Linked DNA regions of Mus musculus: regions 1, 3 and 4 are each linked to region 2. Evidence: chromatin contacts called from public HiChIP or PLAC-seq and promoter capture Hi-C data. All regions are on one chromosome and are shown on one strand. The core of a region is the stretch at or near the end of the contact, and the rest is flanking DNA. Distances in the headings are between cores, read along the strand shown. Region 1 holds the start of Fam193b (family with sequence similarity 193, member B). Region 2 holds the start of Gprin1 (G protein-regulated inducer of neurite outgrowth 1). Region 3 holds the start of Sfxn1 (sideroflexin 1). Region 4 holds the start of Ddx46 (DEAD box helicase 46).

The links. Promoter capture Hi-C pulls out the DNA fragments that hold promoters and counts their contacts. HiChIP or PLAC-seq counts read pairs in DNA pulled down with a chosen protein or histone mark.
Region 1: a promoter capture Hi-C map of pre-B cells shows a contact between it and region 2, with 3 times the contacts expected there. The contact joins the promoter of Fam193b here to the promoter of Gprin1 in region 2. A contact is called at or near these places in 7 of 39 promoter capture datasets (embryonic stem cells, hematopoietic stem and progenitor cells, hippocampal neurons and 3 more) and 1 of 9 other capture datasets (pancreatic islet).
Region 3: a contact with region 2 is called in an H3K4me3 HiChIP or PLAC-seq map of pro-B cells, with 4 times the contacts expected there. The contact joins the promoter of Sfxn1 here to the promoter of Gprin1 in region 2. A contact is called at or near these places in 2 of 115 datasets of contacts at active chromatin or transcription factors (large pre-B cells and pro-B cells).
Region 4: a promoter capture Hi-C map of pre-B cells shows a contact between it and region 2, with 2.5 times the contacts expected there. The contact joins the promoter of Ddx46 here to the promoter of Gprin1 in region 2. A contact is called at or near these places in 1 of 39 promoter capture datasets (pre-B cells) and 1 of 9 other capture datasets (liver).

What each region holds. Positions count from the first base shown.
Region 1 is chr13:55,566,038-55,572,861 of GRCm38.p6, forward strand. It overlaps Fam193b (family with sequence similarity 193, member B), which reads right to left and starts at 5,083. Exons shown (of 11, transcript NM_145382.4): 1 at 3,668-5,083. Gm31364 (a long non-coding RNA gene) reads left to right here and starts at 5,059. Exons shown (of 2, transcript XR_873486.2): 1 at 5,059-5,388.
Region 2 is chr13:54,746,901-54,753,613 of GRCm38.p6, forward strand. It overlaps Gprin1 (G protein-regulated inducer of neurite outgrowth 1), which reads right to left and starts at 2,974. Exons shown (of 2, transcript NM_001316710.1): 1 at 2,670-2,974.
Region 3 is chr13:54,069,934-54,077,285 of GRCm38.p6, forward strand. Sfxn1 (sideroflexin 1) reads left to right here and starts at 1,912. Exons shown (of 11, transcript NM_027324.5): 1 at 1,912-1,999.
Region 4 is chr13:55,630,309-55,636,827 of GRCm38.p6, forward strand. It overlaps Ddx46 (DEAD box helicase 46), which reads left to right and starts at 4,691. Exons shown (of 23, transcript NM_001282055.1): 1 at 4,691-4,887. The coding sequence starts at 4,871. It overlaps Caml (calcium modulating ligand), which reads left to right. Exons shown (of 4, transcript NM_007596.2): 4 at 1,501-2,108. The coding sequence ends at 1,692.

The sequences.
Region 1 (6,824 bases), core at 3,833-6,332, 820 kb after region 2:
TGACTGCTCTATGCTCTCCAAATGAGCCCAGGCACTGCTCATCCCTTCTTTGTAGACTAGCGGCTCTCAACCAAGTAGGTCCTGAGTCCTTGGGTAACCTTTCACAGGGTTCTTACAACAGATATCCTGCATTTCAGATATTTACATTATGACTCATAACTGAAGCAAAATGACAGTTATGAAGTAGTAGCAAAAATAATGTTATGGTTGGGGGGGACTATACATGAGGAACTGTTATATTAAAGGGTCACAACATTAGGAAGGTTGAGAATTGATGTCGTAGACACTACTTCCTTTCTCCACCTTACTTTCCAGAGATATCCAACCATTAGACTAGGCTCTGAGAAGCTTCTCTGTCCAGCATTCCCTGGGTTACCATATCCTGGGCATCCAAACAAGCAAGCATCTACAGTTATAGCTACCATTGTGCTACGTGCCTGACAAGTCTGACTTGTTGGTCCCTAACAGTAACCAAGTAAGAGCCTGGACTCACTTGCCAAATGAAGTTGGCAAGAGTGCACTGGGTATGATAGTATGTATGCCAGACCTGGCCTGAGCTAGGACCAGGGAGTCAGCACTGTGAGGTATCCAACAGCCACATACTGTGCAATAAAGATCACACACAATATATACCCTTAAAGTGATTTAATTAAAATGGTCCCTACTCTAAAAATTTCTATGTACAGTAAGTAAAAGTGTTATGATTACAATCCCCCATCTATTATTAGACATTAAGCTAGTAACTCTTAGACATCTTAAGGAAGCTAAAAACTTTAAGTGGAGTGGGCAAGTCCTTATCATCAAATGTCATTGGCATTTTTGCACTGAGATTTCTTTCTGGCTTACAAAAAGAACTAGGTGGTTCTAGGCAGGGTGGCCCCTAGATCCTTTCCTCCCACTGGCCATGACCGTGGTGCAGGCTCGAGGCGGCAGGAGAAGGTCTGAGGATAGGAACCACCTGGACCTTCTGTGTATCGAAAACAAAGGCCCTGGTTACAGAGATCATTTTGAAGCTTGCTGAGTGAATTAAACATAATGAAATGGTTTCAATAACCGTACTGACTGATCACCTCAGCCAGTTCCTCAAGGGAACAGATTTCCTCTTAGCACTGCAAGAACCAGGTCTCTGGAGGCCCTTCACACTAAACTGGACTGTCCCAGGAGATGCTGGAGAGACGGGAGGGGAAGGGCAGGATGAGCTCACCGCCAAGAAGCCCAGGCTCCTTAGCATGCCTCCTGGGTTCTAAGCACGCACACAGGCTGCGAGCTGAATGGTTAGGACCAAAATCAGCTGGTACAAGTAGTAGGTAAGGCTGGCTTTGGGCACACTACACAGGTCCTGCCACCATCCTAGGCTGCTTTCACATTCTCTTGTTGACAAGGCTCAAATAGGGAAAGAAAGCAGCTCTGAGACACAAAGCGGGAGGTGGGGAGGGGGGAGTTAAATTCAAGTCTGTCAGGCTGTTCTCACGGCCTCCTTGGACTGCTCTGAAGGTCTGTGAGCTGACCTGCCTCCGCCTTTCCACCATCCTTTGCTAATAGAACAGTACCTATTTAAGCTTTATCTCCAAGTAAAAGGGTTGGAGGATTTGGGCGATAGACCAGATTTAGTGAGCTAGAACAACTGAAAGGCCTTTTGGGATCCCAAATAATCTTAAGAGATTGTATCTGAAAGTGTCCAAGTCACACGAGTGAGCTAAGAGCTACAGAGAACCAAGCTGGAGCCAGGCTACCTAAGGAAGCACTGCCACCCAAGCACTCAGGATGACTTAGAGAGACGCGGGTTCAGCACGAGCAATGCTTCAGGATTCTAAGAGGCACAGATATGGGTATGAAACATCCTCTGCTTCACTTTTTCCTATAGTTATCAAAATGGGTGATGTAGGCTAGGCTGGCCTGTAACTTGCTATATAGTGCAGACTAGCATTGAATTCAAGGCTATCCTCCTGCCTTAGCTTCCCAGGCGCTAGAATAGAATTACAGGCACAAACTACTGCCCCCCTGCCACACAGTTGCTTCAAAACACCCACTTACGTTAAGAAAAAAAAAAAAAAAAAAAAAAAAAAAAAAAAAAACAGTGTATGGGTTTTGGATCTTAGAATAAGTCTGTGGGCTGGATGTAGTCTTATTTGCCACCCATAGACTTGGTTCAGCAGGTAACATTGAATTTTACCTTTCATATTCACTCTACATCCAGACAAAAGTGAGGGGGGTTACAAACCAAGATCCTTAAGAAAGATATGACAGTAGACAGAGCAATGTCCAGCCTCTACCCTGACAACAAGAACTTTTGACCAGAGCACAAAAAGCTGTATCTTGACTCTCATTTCTACCCTTAGCAAAAAGCGGAGTCCAATCAGAGCTGGTCTTTCAGCTCCCTTGTGTGTGTAAGAGTGAATTTTTACTTGATTGGAGTTTTTTTGCCTCTTGTTTGTAAGTGGGAGTCATTTGGGTAAATGTTTAATTGCTGTGGGTTTCTGTTTTCCCATCTGAGAACGGGGTAATTGTAGTTATATCCTCTAGTCTGTTTACTAATATCTGTTAGTCACTAGGACAGGGATCTGGTGACTAGTTGACAAAGCTCCTGCACTCTACAGTGTACATGGAAAAGCAGACAAAGAACCAGATCAGTTGGCTAATGCATCAAATCAGTGCTAGGTGCTGAGGAGAGCACAGGGGAGGTGGGAAGGGGAGGAGGAAGGTATGCGGGCTGGAGAGATAGCTCAGCGGGTAAGAGCACTGACTGCTCTTCCAGAGGTCCTGAGTTCAATTCCCAGCAACCACATGGTGGCTCACAACCACTTGTAATGGGATCCGATGCCCTCTTCTGGTGTGCCTGAAGACAGCTACAGTGTACTCATATACATAAAATAAATAAATCTTTAAAAATAACAAAATAAAAGTAAGGTATGCTAACCATCCTAGGTCTTTCTTTATAGACAAGAATCTATAAAAACCTGGATCAGAGGTACTAATGAAGGTTCAAATTTGGGACAACTGCATTTCAATGAAACTGGACAGTTAAGACACCATCCAAACTTTCTGGGCTCTCTATGTGACAGGGGCTCTAGAGCACTGTATGTCTGAATGGGAAAGAAAGAGGAAAACAGACAGCTAGCTGCATGGTTCTCTTCTAGATAACAACACTCTTTGGGGGCGGGGATGGGGGGTGGTCAAAACAGGTAAGAAGGGGAAGCAATGTCTGGTTGAAATGGAGACCCAGCAGGAGCACAGGGCAACCTGTGACAGCCTAGGCTGCAGAGCGGGATGTTGGGTATGCTTCTGACATCCAAGAAGTTGAGATACTTTCATTAATTAAAAATCCTCTCACCGTGATACGAGACACAAAGGAGACCAGCATCAAAAGTAGGTTACAATAAGTGCAGGTTCTAGCCTGATTCAACCTTCCCCTCCTTCACCTAGTTACTTCTCCATAAAGGCAAAGCCTGGGACAGGCGTGGAGGAGCCCACGAAGGGCATCCTCCCAGCCCGTGGTGTTCACTGTTCAGTGCTTGGGACAGACACATCAACAAGTTTCATCACAGAAGGAGTGGTGCCATTGAAGGGAAGCAAAGAGGGTGGTGGGCACAGAGGGGGCACTTGGTTTAACTGGGGAGGTCAGGGAAAGCGTTCCAGGAATGGTACCCCAAATGGCATCCCCACTCACATGCACAATTCCAGAGATTCTACTAGAAGGCTGTCAAGAGCCATGCCTTCAGGCTGCACCAGCCTCCCAGAGTCCCCTGCTGCCCGATGCAGTGTCTGCAGAGCCAAACGCATCTTCCGCCACGCCTCGTCCTCATCCGGGCGCTGCATCCGACCCTCCAAGACTCCTGCAGGGGCCTGCCTTCCTTGGCAGGCTCAGCCAAAAAACCAACTCAAAACTCTTTTGTCAGAGCAAGCTTAGGGTGAGCCACCCAGCCCCGGGTGCCACAACCCTCCCTGAGCAACTGTGGCCCACGCCACCCCCGCCTCTCCTGTTTGCTCCTTTTTGCTCAAAAGAAAGTGACCTTCCAGGTGGCAAGCTGGAAGCTTCCGAGAATCCTCCCAAATACTCTTAGTCTCGCAGGATTCACCAAACTAGTGGACTGGCGGGGGTTGGAGGTGGGAGTGGGGGCTCCTTATGGGACAGGAGATAGGAGGAGAACAAGGGTTTCCTCTTTAGTGGAGTTATTCTAACAGTCTTTGGGGCCGCCAACTGTTCTGCTGGGTAGGGAAAGGAGAGAGGTCCCGGAAGGCAGATGCAGAGAGGTACAGCTGTTGAGGGTAGCGGCTGCAGACCGTGCAGGGGAAGGGATGAAGCTGCTGGGGGCGGGGGTGGAGGGGCGCACAGAGGCTGCAGCCTTGCAGGTTCCAGCGCCCTGAGATGATGGTCTTTTAGGGGCTAGGGGATAGGGGGGAATCAGGTGGCTCCAAAGGGAAGTGGAGGGCAGAGAACTAAGCGGTGGTCTCGGGACCTGAGCGAGTCCCAGAGAGCATAAATGGTCAGAAGATTTAGCTCCGGAGCAGGGCCTGAACGGGTAGCTTTACAAGGGTCGCAAGAGGGTTGGCTGAGCTTTGGCTTTGGAGAGGGGTCCAGCTTCCACTCCCGGCAAGCGGGTTGAAAGCATCTGCCCCGGACTTGGGATTTGGTCCCAGACCCACAGTATGGTCCATGCCCACTCCCGCCCCACTCCCGCTCCCGCTCTGGGGAGGTGTAAGCAGCCCGGCAGTCGGAGTCGTTTTGCTCGATCCTACCTGAGGGCCTGGAGCCAGCTTGGGCTCTTCTTCCTCTCGGGGACCGTCGCAATCCAGCTCGGCGGGCACCTCCGGGGGCCCTGCACCGGCTCCCGCTTCCAGGCTCGGCGGCGGCGGCTGCGGCTCGGGCGCCTGGGGCTTCTGCAGCCCCGCGGCCCGCGCCCGCTCCCGCCGGCCCGCGCCGCCGCTTGGCCTGCTCCGCCTCCGAGTCATGCTGCCTCTTGCGCCGCTCCCCCGCTCGCTGGCTCCTCTCGCGCCTCCGCCGCCGCCGCCGCCGCCGCCGCCGCCGCCGCCGCCGCCGCTCCCCTCACAGGACAACAGCCAATATGGCGGCGCCCGGCGCCCCTCCCCGCCTGCTGCCAACAGGTCAGAGGGCACACTCAGTCCGCGCCGCCGCAGTCGCCACGGAAGCCGCCAGCGCCATTTTTAATAAGGCCACCTCGCTGGGCTTCGCAGGAGACCAGCCCCGGGCGAGATCCTGTCCTAAGCACTAGTCCGAAAGGCTGCGATCGGCTGGAGAAACACATTGGGCTCTGTAATAGCGGGCCTAGGAGCTTAATTATCCATTAAATAATGAGTGAGTTACTAATCTTTTTGCTGCGAACTTTTCACGCTCATCTCTTGGCTCCTCCCTAAATCACTTGGAAACAGGTACGAATTATTCCCATTTTGCAATGGACAAGCACTGGCTGCAAAATGCCTACCATAGATTCCTAGATATCATCCCACCACACCTGTGGTCAGCCTGAGGCGAAAGAATAGGCAGGTCTTTACTTGTCGTTTACTGGGAGCCCCACGTTCTGTGCTCAGAACTGCAGGACCCAGACTCAGGTCGTTCTTGAGGCTGATGGGGAAGGGGGTCACTTAAATAGATAATAGGATCGGCGTGACAAGGATGAAATGATTAAAGCACATACTCTGGCAATGTTTTTTTTTTTTTTTAAGTGGTATGTGCGAGAGAGGTCTTTAACCCACAAAGCAAAATTAGAAATGTTTTAATAGCTCAGCATTTTAGTTGTTAATATGTCATCTCCACCCATTTTCTTCCCACAGGGGGAGAAAAATTCAGGCACATGGAACAAAAAAATATATGTATTTTTTTTTTAAGTTTCCAATGCTGTCTTATGCCTTGTCGAGTGAAACTGGAACTTTTTAGTAGTTACACGTGGAATTTATATTGATAACATCAATCAGAACAAAATCTGAAACTTTGACTACCAAGAAGTAAATCAATTTTTAAAAATTGCTCTATTTATCTTATTGTTTTAATAGGTATGTGTGTGTATGTGTGTGTGTCGGTGGGACTGGGTTAAACTTCTTTGGCCTAACTTGCTCCATCTTGAAGTCTGTCCTCCGTTTTGCATGGCCCCAATTCCAAGAAAAACCACAAATGTTCTAGAGTCTACCACTCAGGGAAGGGGAGGAACATCTGGCCTTTTCTCCAAGATCCTGAAACAGTTGCCACCCTTCTTTCCCTGGAATACCTAGGGGCCACCACAGACCAATCAGGAACCAGGACCTCTGGAAAGCCCCCTAACCACAACCAACCATGGTAAAGGTTGCCTAGACCCTCACCCTAATCTTCCACTTCATACCTGGTTGTGGTTTTCTGCTTTAAAAGGCCTGTGAGCCCACTTCTTGGGCTCATTGCTTCAGCTCCCGAGCCTAACTGCATCTCTAGTCCAGCTAGATCTCTTGGTGAGAGTTTCCCTTGGTGAATAAAAGCTGCTTTTGTTTGACTTTGGATTGTGGCGGCCTGTGCCTCATTATTTGTGTGACCTCAGGCCCAACATTTCTGTGTGTGTGTGTGTGTGTGTGTGTGTGTGTGTGTGTGTGTGTACGCGCGCGCGCGCATACGTGTACTTGTGTGTCAACTTGACACAAGCTGGAGTTATCACAGAGAAAGGAGCTTCAGGTGAGGAAATGCCTCCATGAGATCCAGCTGTAAGACATTTTCTCAATTAGTGATCTAGGGTGAAAGGGCCCACTGTGGGTGGTGCCATGCCAGGCCTGGTAGTTTTGGGTTCTATAAAAGAGCAAGCCAGTAAGCAGCACCCCTCCATGGCCTCTGCATCAGTTCCTGCTTC
Region 2 (6,713 bases), core at 1,724-4,223:
TGTAGGTGGAGGGCATCAACTCTCTCTAGTCCTTTTAAGTCAATTTTAAATAAAGGAGCAAACACGTCAACATCTAAACACTGATAGAGTTCATGTGGAAATCTGATGTCCGGGTTATTCTGGCAAACTAAGATTTGGCAAGCTGAGTGTGCTTCCTGCAGAGCAACGGCCAGCTGGAGATGAATAGAATGGCCCGAGGAGGCAAGCAGCCACAATCCCCACCCGCCCTCTGGTGTCCTGGACGCTAGTGCTAACTGCGGATTGCCACCAGTCTCTGAGAGTGGATGCCGTTTTTCTTATCATCAGCCTCTCCTGCATGCTCCAGAGAAGCCCAAGTTTTGACACGTTCCTCACGTGCCAATAAAAGCAGGAAGTGACTTTGCCCAAGTGCTTACTACATACACAGCCTGTACACCTGTCAGGCAGGTGACATGCTCCTGTTTTCCAAGAAGGAAGCAGAAAGTTTGACAGGCAGTCATGGCCACGTGTTGACATGCCCCACTTTGCAAAACCTCCCCAGAAGAGGTTGGTGTCCCAGTTCCCACTCCAAGTTCTCGGTTTCTGAGATGGGATCAGGTCCGGTAAAGGACAGACGGCTTGGCTAGATGTGGGTAGAAGCCCCAACTTGGTCACTAATCTGTTCTGTGACTTTGTGTGGGTTTTCCACACTTGGAGCCTGTGTCTCCCATTTCAATGGCCCGGAGACAAATTCCAAAGGGTCTACTGCTCACCGGTCTGCTGAATCCTTCCTGGTTTGGGAGGAACTCTTAGTAGCTTCCAGACACTAGGCGGCCCAGGCTAGAAGCCCACATCCTCTCCCTCCACGCTACCTCTAGAAGACAGCTCCCTTCTTAGCTCCTCACGCTTAGCCCTGGATCCAGCACTCAGCACTCTCAGGCTCACTTTATCATCTAGACTCTAGCCACAGCAATTTCACAATGGGGCCCCTTGTCCATTTTGTACCACAGACGAGGACACAGAAGTCGGGAGGAAAGACCACCAAGGGCATGAAGCTGGAGGGAGGAAGACTGGGTGGGGTTCAGAGTTCATTGAGTCTGATCTCAAAGCCTGGATTCTTCCCAGTTTATGAATCAACATCTAATGCGTGGCTCTCTTCTTTAATCTTTGTGTGTATGTGTGAACGTGGGCGCGCACATTCTCGTGCACATGTGGAAGTCCGAAGGCAACCTCAGGTGCCAGCTCTTGTCTCCCAAGGTCTCTTGTTCTACACCGGTCTAACTGGCCCTTCGGTTCCTAGGGATTCTCCTCTCTTCCCTCTCACTGTTGGGGTGTGTAATCCAGAATTGGCAGCAGGCTGAATTAACCGTGTAGGTGAATGGCCGGCTCACCTGGTATGCAAATGAGTGAGTGGACTGTTCGTGGAAGACACCAGCAGTAGCCCGTCTGGGCCCAGGACCTGGCTCCTGTGTCCTAATCAAGAAGACCTTGGTGTGCCTTTTGTATAACCGGTGTGTACTGTGCATGTGTGCCTTGTGGAGGGTCACTGGGATCCTGTGTGCCTTGCAGTCTCACCTTGCGGGAGCTAGCCTGGGTGCATAGGTCCTTGTGTTTGGCTCACACGCAGGGCGGTCCTGTGAATGCAGAGATAGGAGGCCAGCCTGGCTTTCCCTTTTCCTCTAGGATTTCTTCCCAGTCTGGAGTCATCTCTACACCCCCAGCCAGGGCCAGAGCTGCTAGGCACCTGCAAACATCTCCTGCTATGGTAACAAGACTGACAAAGGCTTGTGTACATTTGTGAGTGTGACTGAAAAAAATCCCAGTCTTCTGCCACTTGTCCTGTCATCTCCTAGTGTCCCCCCACCCCACGGCGACCCCCCCCCCCGCCCGGCAGCTGCTGCAGGTGAAGGAGTCTGTAACAAAAGGCCTTCTTTGAGAAACACTCCCCAGGCCATCTGTCCATGTGTTCATCCACCAAGCCACAGAAGGGCAAGGATGGATGCTCAAAGGTGTGCGGACTTGTGCTAGTGCCAGTTGAAAAAGAGCAGCAGGCTAAGAGACAATGCAAGGGTGTGCACAGGGTCACAGCCTGCTCCAGGGTGGAGGGTACAGGAGGGGCGTAAGCACGAGCCGGAGCAGTGAGGTTGGATGTCGGTTAGAGTATTGCTGACTTGGATCCAGGATTGATGCTCTGAGTGCGTAGCCTCACCTGGGTTGCACTAGGTGGGTTGCACAGGTGGCCGGATGTGTGAATCTGATGGAATGACCAAAGCCCGTGTGTGTGTGTGTGTGTGTGTGTGTGTGTGTGTGTGTGTGTGTGTGTTCGCGTGTGTATGTGTGTATACCTTTGGCATCGTCCAAAAATGAGGTTCCCAAGCATGAACGCGGTGTGTGACCACGTCCAGGACTGTGTGCCACACTGGGTGTGTGACGGGGTGGGATGAATCAATGAGAGCGGCCCCTCCCCCCGGTGGCGGGAATCGCCCCCTCCCGCACCGCGGTGCGGAACAAAGCGGCGGGCAGCGGAGCTGGACGCGGGGCGGCCTCTGCCCACACCACAGGCCGGGGCCGTTCACCGGGGCCCCGCCCCACCGCGCCCCGCCCCGCCGCCCCCGCCCCGCAGCCCGAGCCCGATGCCCGGCGCGGCCCAGGACCCTGGACAGCGGCCCCGGTCCGCGCGCCCTACGGCCCAACGCGCGCCCGCAGCTTACCCGCGCCGGCTCCTCGTAGCTCCGGCTCGCGCCGCGCAGACCACCCCGGTGCTCCTCGGCCGCGCTGGCGGGCGGACCCGACTCCGCGCCGTCCCTGGTCGGCTGGGCGCCCCGCCCCGGGCATGCGCGCTGGGTGCACTCGGGAGCCGGGAGGGGGCGCCGCGGGGGCGCGCGAGGGCCGGCAGACGCCGCCCGGCCCTGGGGACCGCGCGCCCGCCTGGTGCTCAGCTGGGAGCACCGCGGGCGCACGGGCGGCGGCCGCACCGAAACCCCGGTCTTCCCGATTTGCCTGCTGCCTCAGCGAGGAAATTTCCCGCGTCCCTCTCGGCCGCACTTCCGGCCTCTGCCCCCTCCGCCCCGCCCCCGGCCCTTTGTCTCGCTGCTGCCCACGCTCCGGCGAGTGGCGGCCCTGGGCTGGGAGGCGCTCGGCGTCCTCCCTGCAGCAGCCTCCCCGACGGGGAGTCCGCCCACCCTCTCTGGTCTGGGTATGCCCGGTCTCCTCCTCCTGGATACTCTCCAACAAGTCACCTCGCCTCTTTGAGCCTCAGTTTTTACGTCTGTAACTAGTATTAAATCGCCTCATAGCGATCTTAAAAAAGAAAGTGCTTGAAAGAAGGTGTTTAGGAGTCCACTTGAGTGAACCGCTGAAGGCGTGAGGACTCGCTGCCTGTTTCTCTCTACATTTGAGCAGAGGAGTGGGACCCTGTCCTTGGACTTCTCAGATGCGAACTCTGTGATATCTTGGAAGTGGTAAAAAGATCCCTGTGCCTGAACTGTGAAGCCACTTGCTAGATTACTAATGCAAATGAAAATCTTAGACAGGGACACAGAGCTAAAATTTGACTTTTAGGTGTCAATGGCTTCCATGTCCAATCAGGCCAAGTGAATAGTCTGCGCACTTTTTTTTTTTTTCAAATATGGCTAAGTTTCTTGTTTGTGGTCACACCATTCCTTAGTAGGTCGAATTGGGGTTGCAAATTTATACAGGCCACTTTCTGAAGCCCCACACTTGGGCTTATGTTTTAGTAACCATTGCTTATCTGTTTACCTTACCTTAATAACAGTAAGAAAATCTAGATGGCAAGTGAACATTTAAAATCCACAGGAAAAGCCAGGAGTAGCGACACTGCCTGTAATCCCAGCACTCAGGTGTCTAGAGCAGGTCGGTAATCCTGAGTTCTGAGCCAGCCTGATCTATATAGTGAGTACTTGATCAGCTTGGACAAGACTGATATAATAAAACTAGCAAGACTTTGTTTCCAAAAAAAATCTCAAAACAATGGAATTTATGTCGGAGAGCACGGACCCGTTTTCAGGACCACGGACAGCGCACAGAAGAGTCGCTCTCCTATTTTCTTGGTGCTGAAAATGGTTTTTCCACTGCCCAAGAGGGTACTTAGCTTCAGAATTTACAAACCCTGGTCCACATTCATCATTTCACCTATTGCCAGATGCCCCCTCAAGGTGAGTATTATTGGCTTTCTGGCAAGCAGGAAGGAACCGAGGCTTGGGAGGTCCATGAGACACACAAAAGTGGCAAGAACCAGCTTTGATTTTCAGCAGTCTCACCAGAGGCAGAATGACTCTGGAGCAGAACCAAGTATATTGCGAAGTCTGTGGCAGTGGTTCAGGTGAGGACTGGTTATAAATGAAGCCGCAAGCCTTTGATAAGATGGAGTGGAGGCGACTCTTAACTATTGGGGGGAAGTCAAGTGGTCTTGGTCTTGGATGCTGAGAGACACTTGTGCTGGTCCTCTGAGGTTCCATCTTGTGAATGAAGGACACATTCTGAATGTTGGGGAAAGGAGGTGCCTGTGGGATGATTATCCTAGCATATGAGTTCACAGTTGAGCTTTATGCTTGGCAGCTGGAGGCACAACAGGAAACCCATCAACTGAGAGCTGATGGTGTATGGTGGAGGTCACAGGTGGTAGGGAGGGAGTCAGCACATGGCGGGAAAAGCATTAAACCAACAGGCAAGCATGGACGCCCTTGCACCACCCAAGGACCACAAGGCTGCTGTGAAGATGGGAGGAAGGAAGGACAGTGAGAAAGGAGACATCTTTCCCAAGAAGTCTGGACCCTGAGACAGAAAAAGAGGTGTGGTGGTATGCACCTGTAATTCCACCACTCAGAGGAGGTTATGGTCAGCCCAGGCTACATAAGACCTTGTCATAATAAAAGGGGGGAAAAAGAGAGAACGGAGAACAAAAATGAATGTGGCAGCTTCCACGGAGGCAGAGGAGACTGAGATGGGAGGGGAGAAAGCAGAAGGGAGCGACAGAATGCCGGCAAGGGAGAGCAGGCATTTGGAGGGAAGAGTGAGCCGCAGACCCTTGGGGTGCCTCTGAGAGCCCTGAGGTGAATATGGAGGGCATGCAGCTCACTTTTGAGGTGCTAGGGCACTGGCAGGGGAGTGAGAGGGTGACCGGAGAACCAGCCAATGTGAGGTTGCTAAGCTGCCACCGTGGCTGAGTGGAGCTTAGTTCTGTGGGGGAAGTCTTAGAAAATGGAGTGAGTGTTTACTCCAGAATCCTTCTGCTTGGAGGTGCTCGTGGGGCTGTGGTTTCTTCCCTGGCATCCCGGGCAAAATGATTCCAGCAGAACGAGTATGCCTCTTTGATAAAGACTTAGGTGGAGGATGGTTGAGAGTCCTCTTAGTGGGCGTGTCTGAATAGGGTCTGCTGTGAGGTCACAGTCAAGGCCTCTTTCTATCTGTGTCCTCTTGCTGGATCCTCTGGCTGCTTCTGTTCCAAAGAGTCTTGTTAACAAGAACATATTTTGAAATTTATGGACAACCGGCACTTACTGGAGCAGATGAGGAGCTGAACACGGGCAGAACAGTGGCAGCAGTGCCCCACCCCCACCCCTGTGCTCTGTGCTAGTGTTCCTTGCCAGTCACTGCAAGGTCTCTGAACTTCAGGCTACCGTATATAACTCTTAGCTTCCAGAGGTCTGTAAATGCCCAGCAGAGTATAGCTCTTGTGGAGAACACCTTTGTTAATAGCAAGCTTGACAGTTTTAGGTGACTTGCCTACCTAAAGCCTCCTGGAAAGTTATTTGTGCCCCTTTATGGAGTGTCTACCAAGGCCTGGGACTTGGGCTCCTTGTATCCAACCTGCATGGTCCACCACACCCATGTGGAGTATGTGTGCACTCTCGAATGTGCTTATACCTCAGGTTGGACTGCCGCTGGGGAGCCATCCACATTCGTATGCACCAGAAGATAAACAGGTGCCTGCAGCTCCTTGGCGGGTGCCCAGGCTGGGGGTGGAATAAACAATCCCAGAGATGACTTTCTGAGAAGAGAGCGTGTGTGGCAACCGGCGCCATGGAGACAAGCAGACTGTATCAGAGCAGAGGCAGCAGCCGGCCCCCAGTGCCACCCTGAGTGCCTGTGTGCACATGCTCACAAGCGGCATGATGTGTTTTTCATGCTCTCCCTTCCTCTCTGCCGTGTCCATATCATGTTCCTACACAGTTGTGTTTCACACCCAAGGCCACCCACTCCTGGCTCTAGCCAGATAACCCCATCCCAGTTTTGTTTGAAGTGAAAGGCTTTGGAAAAGCTTTGAGGTGGGCAGTTAATAACACCTGAAGTTCCTGTCCCCTTTGCCTGTGCACTAGCTGTCACCTAGGCTGAAGATCAGCGTTTTAGCAAATCAAAACCTCCAGGGATGGTGTGTGTGCATGTATGTGTGTGTGTATGCATGTATATGTGTGTGCATGTATGTGTGTGTGCAGGTGTATTCATGTATATGTGTACGTGTGTGTGGTATGTGTGTGCATTTGTATGGTGTAGATGTGTATGTGTGTGGTGTAGATGTGTGGTATATGTGTGTTACATGTGCATGTGTGTATGCACATGTGTGTGTGTGCATGTGTGTGCATGTGATGTGTGTTATGTGTTGGAGTTAGAACTATGGTGTGTAGTAGCTCCCAGAGCCATCTTTGGGCACCATTCTTGTACGCAGTTCAGTGCTTCAGAGAGACGTGCACAGCTCATGTCCACATGCTCATCAAAAGTCATCACCCAGACCACAG
Region 3 (7,352 bases), core at 662-3,161, 680 kb before region 2:
TCTTATAGAGGTATTTTCTCAACTAAGACTCCTCCTCTCTGATGACTCTAACATGTGTCAAGTTGATTAGAAAACCAGTCAGGACATTGGGTCTTTGCTTTCTCTCTCAGTCCTTTTTCAGTCTGCTTTAGAATCAGACTAAGGACATATGGAAGTTCTGAGTATAATGAATACCATTGAAAATGTCTGAGAAATATTGCTCCAAGCTCTGCTCTCCATGTTTGTTTTATGAATTCACTTGCAATTGAGTTAGTTTTCTGTTGTCTAAGGCAGTGTATCCTACTGCCTTGTGATGCAGTATATTCAGGAGCCACAGGTATGGTGGGGAGGTTGGGCAGTAAAAGAATTCACGCAAGACAGTACTAGGTATAAAGGGACATGTTTAACGAGCACGGTGCAATGGGACAAAGCAGTAACAGACAAACTATCTTCTTGGCTTAGACCAGTTTTTAATGTGGGGACTGTCTTGGTTTCTTTTTCTGTTGCTGTGATAAAACATCCCAACAAAAGCCACCCAAGGGAAGGAGGAGTTTATCTTAGGTCACAGTTGGAAAGCACAGTCCATCACCCAGTGGAAGTCAAGGCAGCTGGAGCTTGAAGCAGTGGATCAGAAGGCTCCAAGGCAACAGCTCTTTTAGACCTATGGGTATTTAATTTGATCAGTGTGGCCTTGGTCACATCATCCACACTCAGAAGGAGCACTGCTTTTCTTTACAATGTTAGTAGGGCCTTCTGGGCCAGTCTCCCACAGTAGAAGCCCCTAAAGGTAGAAGCCTGATCCCCACTCCCACCCCCCATGTTCCCCTCTGGTGACCTTTTTTTTCAGCCTGTCCTGGATGTCTGATTGGCTGGATGGAGCTCCTCATTGATTCTGGTACAAACACATCCTTTCTTTTTTACCATTCTTCTGTGTTTGTAACTGTAGGACAATCTACTCCTTCAAAGTGTTTTAGCTGTTTTGGGCTCTTTGTTTTCTCATATACGTTTTACAGTCACCTTATTGGGATACAGACAGACACACTCAATGGGCGCGCGTGTGTGTGAGCGCACACACACAGAATCCAAATTCAGTTCGGAATCTCATTGCTTGTAGAGGTTATTTGGGGTAGAATTTCTGTCTTTAAAAAAAGGGGGAGGGGATTTATCTACCTGTGCAGAGAATGCAATTCGTTATTTGTTGTATTGTGCTGGCCTTCAGAATGCGTCCGAGATTCTATGCTTCTCTCCTCATCGTCCAACCTGGTCTAACCAGGTCCAACCTGACTAAGCTCATGACCTCTGGTCTGCACCTCCCCTATGGTCCCATCTCTGTCCAGCAGCCAGTGACTCTTTTGAAGGTGGCACTTGTATTGTCTAGTTTTTCTTAGAGGGCTGGCTGTGCCAAGCTCCCCCATTTTAAGAAGCATTAGGGGCTGGCGAGATGGCTCAGTGGTTAAGAGCGCCGACTGCTCTTTCGAAGGTCCCGAGTTCAAATCCCAGCAACCACATGGTGGCTCACAACCATCTGTAACGAAATCTGATGCCTTCTTCTGGAGTATCTGAGGACAGCTACAGTGTACTTACATATAGTAAATAAATAAATCTTTAAAAAAAAAAAAAAAAAAAAATACCTAATAAAAAATGGAAAAAAAAAAAAAAAAAAAAAAAGAAGCATTAGCCCAAATGAATGGAGGAACAATGATGATGGGTGGTCTTCTAAAAAAAACCAAATTGAAAAACAGTGGCATTGACCCGGGCTGCGGCTAAGATGAACTTAGGAGTTCTCAGTGTGGCCAGAAGCAGAAGCGCGGGCACATGGGGCGTGCGCAGACTGCGGAGCTCAGCAGCCAAAGCCATGAATGACACCGAGGCAGAGGCAGGAACCTCTGGGCGGGGCCGCGCGTCGTGAGCGCGCGTCGTGGCCGCGCTCCTGGGGGCGGCGCGCGGGGCCGCGGCGCTTCCGGCAGCTGGAGGCGGCGCCGAACGGGACCGAGCGGCGCGGGTGGCGGCCGGGTAGGCGGTGAGTGGCGGGGGGCTGCGGAGCGCGCGCGGGGAGCCGGAGGCGCGCGGGATGGCGCAATCTCGGGGGCTGCAGGGGACCCAGTAGGGTCCACTGTGCGCGCTGGGGTATGCCTGAGGCGGGTTACGTACGCCCGGGACCTCGTGAGTCCGCAGCTCTAGACTGGGGCTAGGGAGGCCTCAGCGTGGAACTGATCTTGTGGAACAGATGTGAAAGGGGAGCATCACGCACCGTGCCACGCGTCCCTAGCCACCGCGTGACGAAACATGCTGGGTGCAGGCGGCCAAGATGGCTGCCAGGGGACTGTCTCCACGAGGATGGGCGCGCGCAATTGCCAGGTGACCAGGTGGCTCTTAGTAGCTGGGACCCGGAGGTCCGCGTGGAGATCACTTGGTGGCCGACCTCCAGCTCTTAATCTCTTCAAGGGACCGAAGTGTCCCAGGTAGAACCGTGGGACCCTCACCCTCAGCTCCCACATCGTGTTCCTGCTGATCATCTCAGGTTCAACCGCCTCCAGAATGACAATGACCACACTAAGGTCTGTGCCTCCGGAGTTAGATCTCTGACTTTTGTATTCATCCAATGCTGCCAAATCCATAATCCAGATTTGAAAACTGAGGCATTAAAACTTGAATAACTTGCCTAAAGTGTCACAGCTGGCCAGGGAGAAGAGCCAGGCAATCCGAGTATATATATTGTTTCCACTTTGTCCCTCAGTGACGATGTGACGATTGAGAGACCTCGTGGAAAAGCGTAGTTCTGCTGGATTTCAGAATTTGGGCCTTTACCCGGGACTCTCCCTTTATAGTTTTCTCACACTCCTGATCCCTCATCTGCTGCACCTACTTTGGGTGCCTCTAGTCAGCAGCTCTCAACTGTGGTTGCATATCAGAAGTTTACATGACGATTCATAACAGTAGCAAAATTATGTTTATGGAATGGCAACGAAATAATTTCATAGTTGGAGGAATCACTAAACCATGTATTAAAGGCTACAGCATTAGGAAGGTTGAAAACCACTGCCTAGATTTTTCTCTCCGTCCTTGTTCCAGGCAGAGGCAGGAGTAGAGAGGCGAGCACTGAGGTAAAGAAGAGGACTTTGTGGGTCTTAGAATGCTGGACTCAGGCTTGCTGTGTGAAGGAGAGCTGTTTAGAGGACAAATGGAAGTTCAGCAGGAAGTCCCAGAACCTCAGGCCACCCCTCCCCACCCCCCACCCCACCCCCCTCCCAGGACTGAGGTTGTCACATTCACAGCAATAACAGTGTTTGGGAAGAGTTTGTTAATTCCCACCCAGCTCTGATAAGGAATTGCTCCATCTGTGTACTCAAGGGTGCAGCCAAAGGTCTGCAAAATGGAGAGAGTTGTGCTTAGTTTTCTGTAAAAGTTTGGTGAAACTATCCCGGGGTGTGCAGCAAAAGCTGGCTGAGAGGAAGCATCCCCTTTCCCCTCCTAACTTCTGCCAAGAAAGCTGTGAAGACAGCCAGGCCAAAAGGACTCATAAAGCAGTGGGGCCACTTTCTCTTTTATCTAAACTGTGTGTGTGTGTGTGTGTGTGTGTGTGTGTGTGTGTGTGTGTGTGTAGGAGGAGGAGGAGTAGTAGTAGTAGTAGTAGTAGTAGTAGTAGTAGTAGTAGTAGTATATATGTAGTATATGTCTGGGTGCAAGTGCTCTTTAGAGGCCAGAAGAGGGCATCAGCCCCCCCCCCCCCTGGAATTGGAGTTACCCACAGTGGCAAACTGCCAGATGTGGCAAATTCAGGTCCTCTGAAAGAGTAACAAGTTAACCACTTAGCCATCTCGCAGACCTCCTGCTGCCTGAAAATGAAACAAAGTATCCCTGCAGAAATGGCAGCTTTAGTTGTGCAAACAGGGTGCCTTTAGCTGTGTGTAGCTGTTGAAAAGGTGGTTTGGACTTCAAGGTAAGAAATCTAGATTAGTCTGTAATAATCTGTTTCGTTCCTTCATTTCCTTTGCTAGTTATTAATTTGAAAGTAAAAACTCATTGTTGCCAGGCGGTCCATACCTTTCCTAGCACTTGGGAGGCAGAAGTAGATTTCTGAGTTTGAGGCCAGCCTGGTCTACAAAGTGAGTTCCAGGGCTATACAGAGAAACCCTGTCTCCGGAAAAAAAAATTATTGTTAGGACTCTATCATTGTATAAACTTTATATATCACTTAGTGAGGGGTGGGGGAGGGAGAAAACACCCAGGTCCTTTATCTGTACAAAGTTCAAATTTATTGTTTAGTTGACACTATTAATTTGTAACATAATTTTATAGACTTTATTATGTGTAATCTATGAGTTGATTTTTTTTCCTGGAGCTGAGGACTAAATTCAGAACCTTGTACTTGCTAAACAAGCCTTCTACCACTGAGCTAAACTCCCAACCCCAAGTTGATTCTTTTGGATGGCAAAAGACTCTTTTGGATGGACTGAATATGTTCGATATATTCTGTTCCTTGTTGGGTAGTGTGTTATCATTTTTGCAGACTAGTGCTACCTCATCTCAAAGGGAAATTATAATATAATTTCCATTGTTAGTCTTTAGCCAGGGTTAAAGGTTTGTCACCAGTCACTGGGGAAGTTCATTCCATGTTCCTTGTCTATGAAACGTCAGAGAGAGAATTCCTTTTCAAAACCAGTAATCAAACGTAGTCTGGTGTATATCTAAAGGTCTGAAATTTGGTTTATTTTGAAGAAAGTTCCTTTTGATTAGACACATGTGAGGATCTCTGGAGAGCGAATGCAGCCCCCCTCCATTCTCTGCCAGCCACTGCCAGTGAGGACAGCTGTTTCCGCTCTCCATCACTACATTTCATTTATGAGGTCAATAACACCTTCTACGTTACAGTCTTATGGGCTCTGTGAAATCGCTCCCGTGGTCGGTTTCTTCATCAGGAAAATGAAATGTAGGATGAAAAGTAACTCCTATGTTGTGGGATTGTAGAGTCCATGCTCCCATCCATGTCATGTTTGCTTGGCTCAGTTCCCATTCTGTTGATTGTCCCAGGGTAGGTGACAAACTGGGGATCCTCTCTAGTCCAGAGCCAGCCTGGAAAAACAGGCCAGTAGCAGCAGAGACAAAGAGCTGGGACATCACTGAAATATTTAGACTGCACTAGCTCAGGCCTTAAAGGTCTTCCGTAAGACTGAGTCACTTGGTTTATATTTTAATTTTTCTCCAACTGTGTTTCCCGGTTTGCCTGGTCTTAGGATATTCCCAGTGTACCTCGGACACACTAGTTTTACCTCAACTCTGTCCTGTCAGACTCTCTACATCCATGCTGTCCCAGAGTTACAGGCATTTCTCAAGGGGGCAGAGATGTTGGCAGCAAGTGACTTGGGTTCACATCTGGGCACTGCCAGAGTAAAGTTAATGAACTGCCTTCCTGTGCCCAATGAGGGTAGTGATGGTTCTATAGTTTAGATGGGGATGCTGTCTTAGGGTTTTACTGCTGGGAGCAGACACCATGACCAAGGCAACTCTTACAAAGACAACATTTAATTGGAGCTGGCTTACAGGTTCAGAGGTTCAGTCCATTATCACCAAGGTGGGAACATAGCAGCATCCTGGCAGGCATGGTGCAGGAGGAACTGAGAGTTCTACATTTTCATGTAAAGGCCACTAGCAGAATACTGACTTCCAGGCAGCTAGGAAGAGGCTCTTAGGCCACACCCACAGCGACACACCTACTCCTACAAGGCCACACCTCCTAATATGGCCACTCCCTGGGCTACTCATATACAAACCATCACAGATGCTGTGAAGACAGCTTTTGGAGTAAGTGGTTAGCAAATATTAGTACTTATTGGTATCCAGAGCTCCACGTTTATAAATGTTTTAAAGTTGTTGAATAGCATGCATCAGTCCTCCAAGTAGTTGGCAGAGCTGAGTTTTGAGCTCAGGTTTGCTCTGCCCACAAGCATAGGTTTCTGCCTTTACCCTGGTAGCAGCTCTCATGCATGTCTAACTCCCCTCATCTAGGACTCAAGCTACAGAACAGCTGGCAGAGGTGGGAACTGCATCTCAAGTCAATTCAAGTGACTAGCCCACTGGTTGACAGTGCCCAGTCGTAACAAACTTAACCTGGAGTCGTGGAGGTGGACATGTGAAGGAAGGACCCCAGGACCTAGGTGTCAAGGGCTGGTCCTTTCCCTTACCCAGCTGTTTGCTGCCTGTGGCGCAGGGAAGGCGGTGGTATTCTCACCGAATTGCTCATGAAGATTGGGCCATGTAGTGTTGTAAGCACGAGCAATCTGGTTCCCCTGTTACCTAGTGAGGATAAGAACAGGAGGTAGGGTGACAGAAACAAATGAACTCTACTGGCAACAAGCTGGTGAATTGGAAGGCGGAGGAGTTTCATACTCAGTCCTTCGTGCCAGGGGCTGCAGATACAAAACTCACTTGGCATTCCTAAGGGGTCTAATTTTAGAGCCAGATGAGTGCCCAAGTGGCTACTAATTCTTCCAGTAGCCAGTTTTCTTGATGTGGCTTCTGAATTGTCCCCTGGTCCTCAGGGAGCCCTGAAGTTTGAGGGGTCCCATAACATCTAAAAAAAAACCATCATGGTCAGGGCGGATGGGGAGTGTTGGTTTTTGGTAGTTTCTTGTTTTCAGGTAAGAATCATTTTCTTGGTTAGTTATAATTTCTTTGGAGAGAATAGTCTGACAGACATGGGCTTCTAAGTTCCAGCGGCAAGTTAATCCAGTCATTGCTTCAGTTACCTCAGGTGGTGCTGGGAGAGAACTGACCCAGCCATTGGCCTTACAGTATCATGTGCTGAGGATAGACCGGCTTTCTGTGCTCCTCGTTGTGGTCTGCATGTGACTTAGCTGCTGTGAATTTTTTTTCTCCCCAGACGGGGTTTCTCTTTGTAGCCCTGGCTGTCTTGGAACTCACTCTGTAGACCAGGCTGGCCTTGAACTCAGAAATCCTCCTGCCTCCCAAGTGCTGGAATTAAAGGAGTGCACCACCACTGCCTGGCAGCTGGTGTGAATTTTAAGGTAGTTTGAGCCCATTGAAATAAGGAGTACCTTTGACCAGTGTGTGGATTCGAACACCCGTCAATGCGATCCCAGTCTCAGACAGGGTTTGCTGGGTTACTGGTCTTACAACCCCCTTCAGCAGACGTGGATGAGGCCTATGCATAGACAGCTTGCTGTGTGAAGGGTCTCTGCATGCGTATTTAAAGAGATTAATGTAGGACATGTTCCATTATAATCTGTTTGCTTTTCAACCTGATGTTTTGCGTGTTAAGAACATTGGACCCGAGCCTAAGCCAGTGAAACTGCCTTAGTGTGCACTGGCTGCGTTTAACCATGTTTGTTAATGAGTATCTACAGAGACCAGAG
Region 4 (6,519 bases), core at 3,441-5,940, 890 kb after region 2:
TGCTGAGTTACCAGTAGCTATTTAGTGATACTAAATAAATAAATTTTAGAGATCACCTTTGAATTCCATTAAAAAACTGAATCTGGGGGCTGGAGAGATAGCTCAGCGGGTAAGAGCACTGACTGTTCTTCCGAAGGTCCTGAGTTCAAATCCCAGCAACCACATGGTGGCTCACAACCATCTGTATTGAGATCTGACACCCTCTTTTGGTGTGTCTGAAGACACCTACAGTGTACTTATATATAATAATAATAAATAAACCTTAAAAAAACAAAACAAAACAAAAAAAAAAAAACTGAATCTGAGGCTGGAGAGACAACTCAGTGGTTAAGCTTCTATCACACCAGTGCCAGGGCATCTGATGGCCTCTTCTGGTTCTGCAGGCACCAGGCATGCATGTGGTATGTGAACATACATGTAGGCTAACACCCATACACATAAACTAAAGATAATTTTACAAAAACAAGACTAGTGGTGGTGGCGCACACCTTTAATCCCAGTACTCCAAGGCCGAGAGGCACGCAGATCTTTGAGTTCCAGGACAGCCAGGACTATACAGAGAAACCCTGTCTTGAAAACTTAAAAGAAAAAAAGCCTAGTGTCAGGGGATAGCACTCTAGCAGGAGTGAGGCTCTGAATCTGAACCTAGCATCTTGTGGATCTGAGCATCGTGCTTAGAGCCTATGAATCCAGCCATTGGGAAGGGGAGGTAGAAGGGTCAGTAAGTCTTCGACGTGTAGCAAACTTGAAGCCAGTGTGGGATCTCATATGAGATATATGTGGGATATCACATATGTGGGATCTCATATGTGAGACTCAGCATATGATATCATTCTCTGCTGCTCTGACAGGACGCTACTCATCTCTGAAAGCTTCTTTTCTCTCTCCTCTGAAACCCTTCCCTATATGTTTCTGTATGTGGTGATATACTGGACATCAGAACTGCCAGATCCCTTCCCTGTGCTTTGTTTACATAAGACACCAGTGCAGTCTCTGTGCCATTTGGATCCCTATGTTACACACTATCATTTCATTCATAGCCTCATATCCAGTTTTATTTTTTCTCATTTTTTTTACCCTGTTGTCATTGTGTATCTCAAAAGTTGTTACTATGTCTTGTTTCCAAAATGACACAGTTAATTAATTAGGGACTTTCTACAGGGCCCTGGCTGTCCTAGAACTCACTATGATCCCAGACTGGCTTTGAACTCACAGAGATCTGCCTGTTTCTACCTCCCAAGTGCTGGGATTAAAGATGTGCTGCATCTTGGCTAGGCAAAATGACATAGTTATAAAACAATTTTGCTGGGCATCCTGATGTCTCCTATTGCCTAATAATCCTCGGATTTACCTATTGTGCCCAGTAAGTGTTGTCATGTTATTGTTCTGACAGTTCATTAGCAGTTTTGACAACTGAGGAGAGACGGCATCTGTCCTGTCTGTAGAGCGCAGGCGTAGTCTGCTGAGAGCAAACGATTAACTTCCCTTTCATCTGTACAGGGCGAGAAGAAGGTGAAGACGACGGTGCTGACAGCTGCGCTGTTGCTGTCTGGGATTCCCGCTGAGGTGATCAACCGGTCCATGGACACCTACAGCAAGATGGGCGAGGTCTTCACGGACCTCTGCGTCTACTTCTTCACCTTCATTTTCTGTCATGAACTGCTTGATTACTGGGGTCCTGAAGTACCCTGAAACCCGAGGAACTTAGAAGTTTACAAATGACAACAACTTCTCTTTTACACTGCAGAGTCTCTAAAAGGGGCAACTTGGTTTATACCTTCATCAAAATCTTTGGCTTTACAGAAATCCAATGTAATCGTTTCCCTGATTTAAAAGGGTTGACTTTGTATCAGTACTGGTCTGAGTAACCAACTAGGTTAACGAACAGCACTAACGATTTCTCTTGTTTAATTAGAAGTCCAATCTTCCACTTTTCCTCTAATGTCTGAGATTTGTAATCCCTCTTGTAGGCCCAGGCTAGTCCTTTTAGGCGACTAGATAGACAGGTCTCAGCCTGCCTAAAAGACTGCACTTTGTATTTCTGTCATTCCTTCCTGAGAAATGAAACCATCCTCAAAATAAAAGCGAATGGAATTAGATTGACTAATAGAAGTCTGTACATTTTATTTTTAAAAATTTGAACACAAAGCCTGAAAGAGGTAGCTAGATGTATCGTTTCTTGAGTCGATGTACACGTACATATTTAAAGGGAGACGTGGTTACAGTTTGTACCCGTGGGCCGTAGTGGAGCTTGGAGACAGGATGCCTGCCTAGCACTAACGCTGACGTTTGAGGGGTGGGCAGTTACCCAAGTATTTATACGTTATTTTTTAAAGATTTATTTATTTATTATAGGTAAGTACACTATCTGTCTTCAGATACCCCAGAAGAGGGCATCAGATCTCATTACAGATGGTTGTGAGCCACCATGTGGTTGCTGGGATTTGAACTCAGAACCTTCGGAAGAGCAGTCAGTGCTCTTACCCACTAAGCCATCTCTCCAGCCCTATGCATTTTTTTAAAGGTTTATATTCTATGCATCTTGTATTCATCTCTTTTTTGTTTAGATTTAGTTTTATTTGATGTGTCTGCGTGTCCTGCCTGCATGTTTGCCTGTGTACCTTGTGCATGTCTGGTACTTGCAGAGGCCTGAAGAGGGAGTCAGATGAATCCCCTGGAGTTGTAAACAGTTGCGAGCGGCCCTGTGGGGACTGGGAACTGAATCAAAAGTCCTCTGCAAGAGCAGACAGCAATTGCTCTTAACTGTGTACCTGCCTCTCCAGCTCTACCAAAAATGTGCTTCTCTAGTCACAGTCATAGTTGGGAATTTTCTCTTGTACATTCTCACAAGTGTGTCTTTGTCTTTTGCCTTGACTTTCTGTGCTGCAACCAAACTCAGGCCTTGTGCACACCAGCTTGGTGGTCTGACATTGAGCTACATGTCTTTTAAGATTGTTCCTATTAGATTTATTCATTTTATCTTGTGTGTTTTGCCTGCCTGTATGTATTTATACCATATGTGTGCTTGGTGCTTAGGGAGGTAAGAAGAGAGCATTGGAGCCCCTGGAATTAGAGTTATGAATGGTTCTGAACCACCGTGTCTGTAATGGGAATCGAACCCAGATCTTCCGCAGGAGCAACAAGGGCTCTTTACCTCTGAGAAATCTTTTTAGCTATGCAGAGTATCTTTTAAAACCAAACTCGAACAGAAATGTTAAATTTGGCTGGGCAGTGGTGGCACACACTTTTAATCCCAGCACTTGGGAGGCAGAGGCAGGTGGATTTTTGAGTTCGAGGCCAACCTGGTCTACAGAGTGAGTTCCAGGATAGCCAGGGCTACAGAGAAACCCTGTCTTGAAAAAAAGAAAAAAAAAAAAAAAAAAAAAGAAACCAAAATTCTGGTCTACAGAGTGAGTTCCAGGACAGCCAGGGCTACACAGAGAAAGCCTGTCTCAATAAACAAAGAAAACAAACAAACAAACAAACAAAAATAGGCCAGGCAGTAGTGACGCATGACTTTAATCCCAGCACTTGGGAGGCAGAGGCAGATGGATTTCTGAGTTCGAGGCCAGCCTGGTCTACAGAGTGAGTTCCAGGACAGCCAGGGCTACACAGAGAAACCCTGTCTCAGAAAACCAACCAACCAACCAACCAACCAGCCAACCAAAAACCAATGACCGCACCTGCCAATGGTGTGATGCATGGCCCCAGGCATCCAGGTGTTCTTCTAGAATGCATTGTCTGTTCCTTTTCTGGTTTTGAGTTTGTTTTAAAATAGTTGCTCAGTGGTTCCCTTTATTAGGCCTAATTGGTTTTCATGAAAACATCCTTTTCCTAGGAAGGCATAGACGCCTCCATTTTTTGCAGTCATGAAGTTAGTCTTTTGCAGTCTTGGAGGACCTCTGTAGGTAGGGAATCTATTTGCTCTTGCTTTGCTTTGTTCTACCAAGGCCAGGTTGTCTTTAATCTGATTGGTCATTTGAGGTGTTTGTAGGCATAGGAAATCCTTTGGGAGGGCTTCTTTGTTCCAGTATAGGGGTAAGTTCGGTAAGTAAAACACTTAAAGGACAGGTCAAAATGTGAATATAAAGATAATAAGCAGAAATGGAGTGATCCAGACAAAGAGCCAGAGCAAGAGGGAGGCCCGTGCTTTTTGTCTGGTGCCTTTGGGCCCCATTTCCTGAGCGGTTGAACGGATCATGTATTCCCCCCTGCCCCGAAAGCTTCCCAGTGTTAAGAACTATTATAATCCTTAGTGCAGTTTATCTCTGTTCTGTAGATTCTAAGTCTTCACATCTCATATTGAAGAGTCTTTCCTCTTCAGTATGATGCTCCTTGTGTCGAAGACACATCACTACTATTAGTTGTCAGGATCTGGCATACACATAAGTGACTCAGTACGGAGCATATAAGGAGACAGGAGCATTAGTTAATGCAGATTAAGGCAAACAGACACACTCCCTGGGAGAGCCGCAGGCTGCATTAGGTTCCTCGGTGGTCTGCAGCGAAGACCCTTTGCAAGGCTGACCTGGCTGATGGCACACTCCATAGCGCCAAAAAGGGCTGCGGGTTGCGCTAGAAAAGTAAGTTGTTGCTGCCGGCGCAGCCCGCGCCGCGCGGCCTCCAGTCGGTTGGTGGCGCTCTGGAGAAGCAGCCGCTTCCTTCCGCCCGCTCCTTCCTTCCGCACCCCGGCACCAGCACATCCTGTTTTCGTTGGCCACGCTCTGATGGCGGTCACTGCTGGAGCTCTGTCCATTTCGTAGGACCGGTCCTCGCTCGGTACCGTGAGAGCTTGCTGCCTCCCTCCTTTGTCCTCTTCATAGGCCTGCGCATCGTCCCCGAGGGCGCAGGCCTTCTGCTGGCCGGCAGCATGGGCCGGGAGTCTCGGTGAGTCCGCGGGCGAGCGGCTTCTTGGGCTCGGAGGGGAGCGAGCGGGTGGAGGGAGCGGCGCTGCGGGTAGAGTGCGGGTGGCCGCGCGTGTGGCTGCTGAGGACCCGGTCACCCGGGCTGTGACGAGGCGCAGCTGGCATGCAGGGCAGCCGATTGCCGTGAGCTTGCGACCACCGGTCGAGCCCTGAGCGGGAACAGTCCCCCTGACCCCACCCCGCCCATCACGGAGCCTCCCGCCTCATCCCCCGGGTCAACCCAGAGCCGGTTCACTCCCGTTCCTCTTCGTCTTCACAACATTGTTTGCCTCCACTCTGGGTTACTTTCGTGCGCACGTGGGCCTCTCTGCCTAAGTCATTTAGAAGGAGCGTATGCAGGCCTTTTTTACGCACCTGCTATATGTGCAGGACCGGCTTTTATTGGGTTACAACAAAAACACCTGTTCCATGGCCATTTATTCCGCGGATACATTTTGTTACTATGTTGCCTGCTTCTTTGTGAAACCTTTCACGCGGGCACCTTACGGTGTCTTCAAAACTTTAGGTTTTAATAACGGATTAGGACCTTGAGGTAGATGATGATGATATTATTACTACTACTACTATTATTATAATCATCATCTTGAAAGATGAGATGACTGGTATGTATGTAGCCAGTCTGAAAGGTACTGTGGTTCACTGTGTAGGGAGAATGAAAACTTGGCGTACTGGGTTAAAACTTAGGTTCAGGGAAACAAGCCAAGTGTGAGTGGAGCAGCTTGAAATTTTTGCAAACCAAAAAAACCTGTAGCATCTTCCGTATAAAGGGTGTATTGCCAGTGACCATGGTTCTTTTTTTGGGGGGGTGGGGGGTCCGAGACAGGGTTTCTCTGTATAGCCCTGGCTGTTCTGGAACTTACTTTGTAGACTAGGCTGGCCTCGAATTCAGAAATCTGCCTGCCTCTGCCTCCTGAGTGCTGGGATTAAAGGCGTGCGCCACCACACCCGGCCTGAATTACCTTTCTTGATCTTGCTGTTATAATTATTATATTTGTATTGCTGGAATCAAAATAACAATAAGACCTTGCCATTTTTTGACTTAGTATCTGTTGGATCCTGTTACTTTCAAGAGGAAATTCAGACTCCCCAGACCTTTCGCAGAAGGTCCTTTTCACCCATTTACCTGCGTACAGTTGACTTCCTGTGGTGCCTGGCTTCCGCTCATCTGGAGCTTTCTAGGTAGATCCTGAGAAGGCTCAGAAAGCGAATGGATTGTTGATTCCTAGTAATGGCAGCCTTCAGTGATGGCGAGGAAGGCTGCTATGAGCTGATGTCAGGGCCTCACACATTCGGAACATGGGCTGGACGACCATGGCCTCTCCCCTCAGCACAGCCTCCCTTTCCTGCTTATTCTGGTCCCATGTGGAGACACCCAGCCCTTCTCTCTTGCCCTCATACTTGGTATTTAATTCATAATTAAGATGAGTCAGTGCTAGTGTTTTGGGCTTCTATGTTTTATCTCCACTGGAGATCTTGGTATTTCTCAGCATCTACTCTCGCTATTCTGACCTAAGCGGGGCTTCTCTGAAGCCGGATGCTTGCTTCAGTCTCATGGTTTCTCTCCTCCTGTTGCCTCCTCCGTTTGATCTGTTCT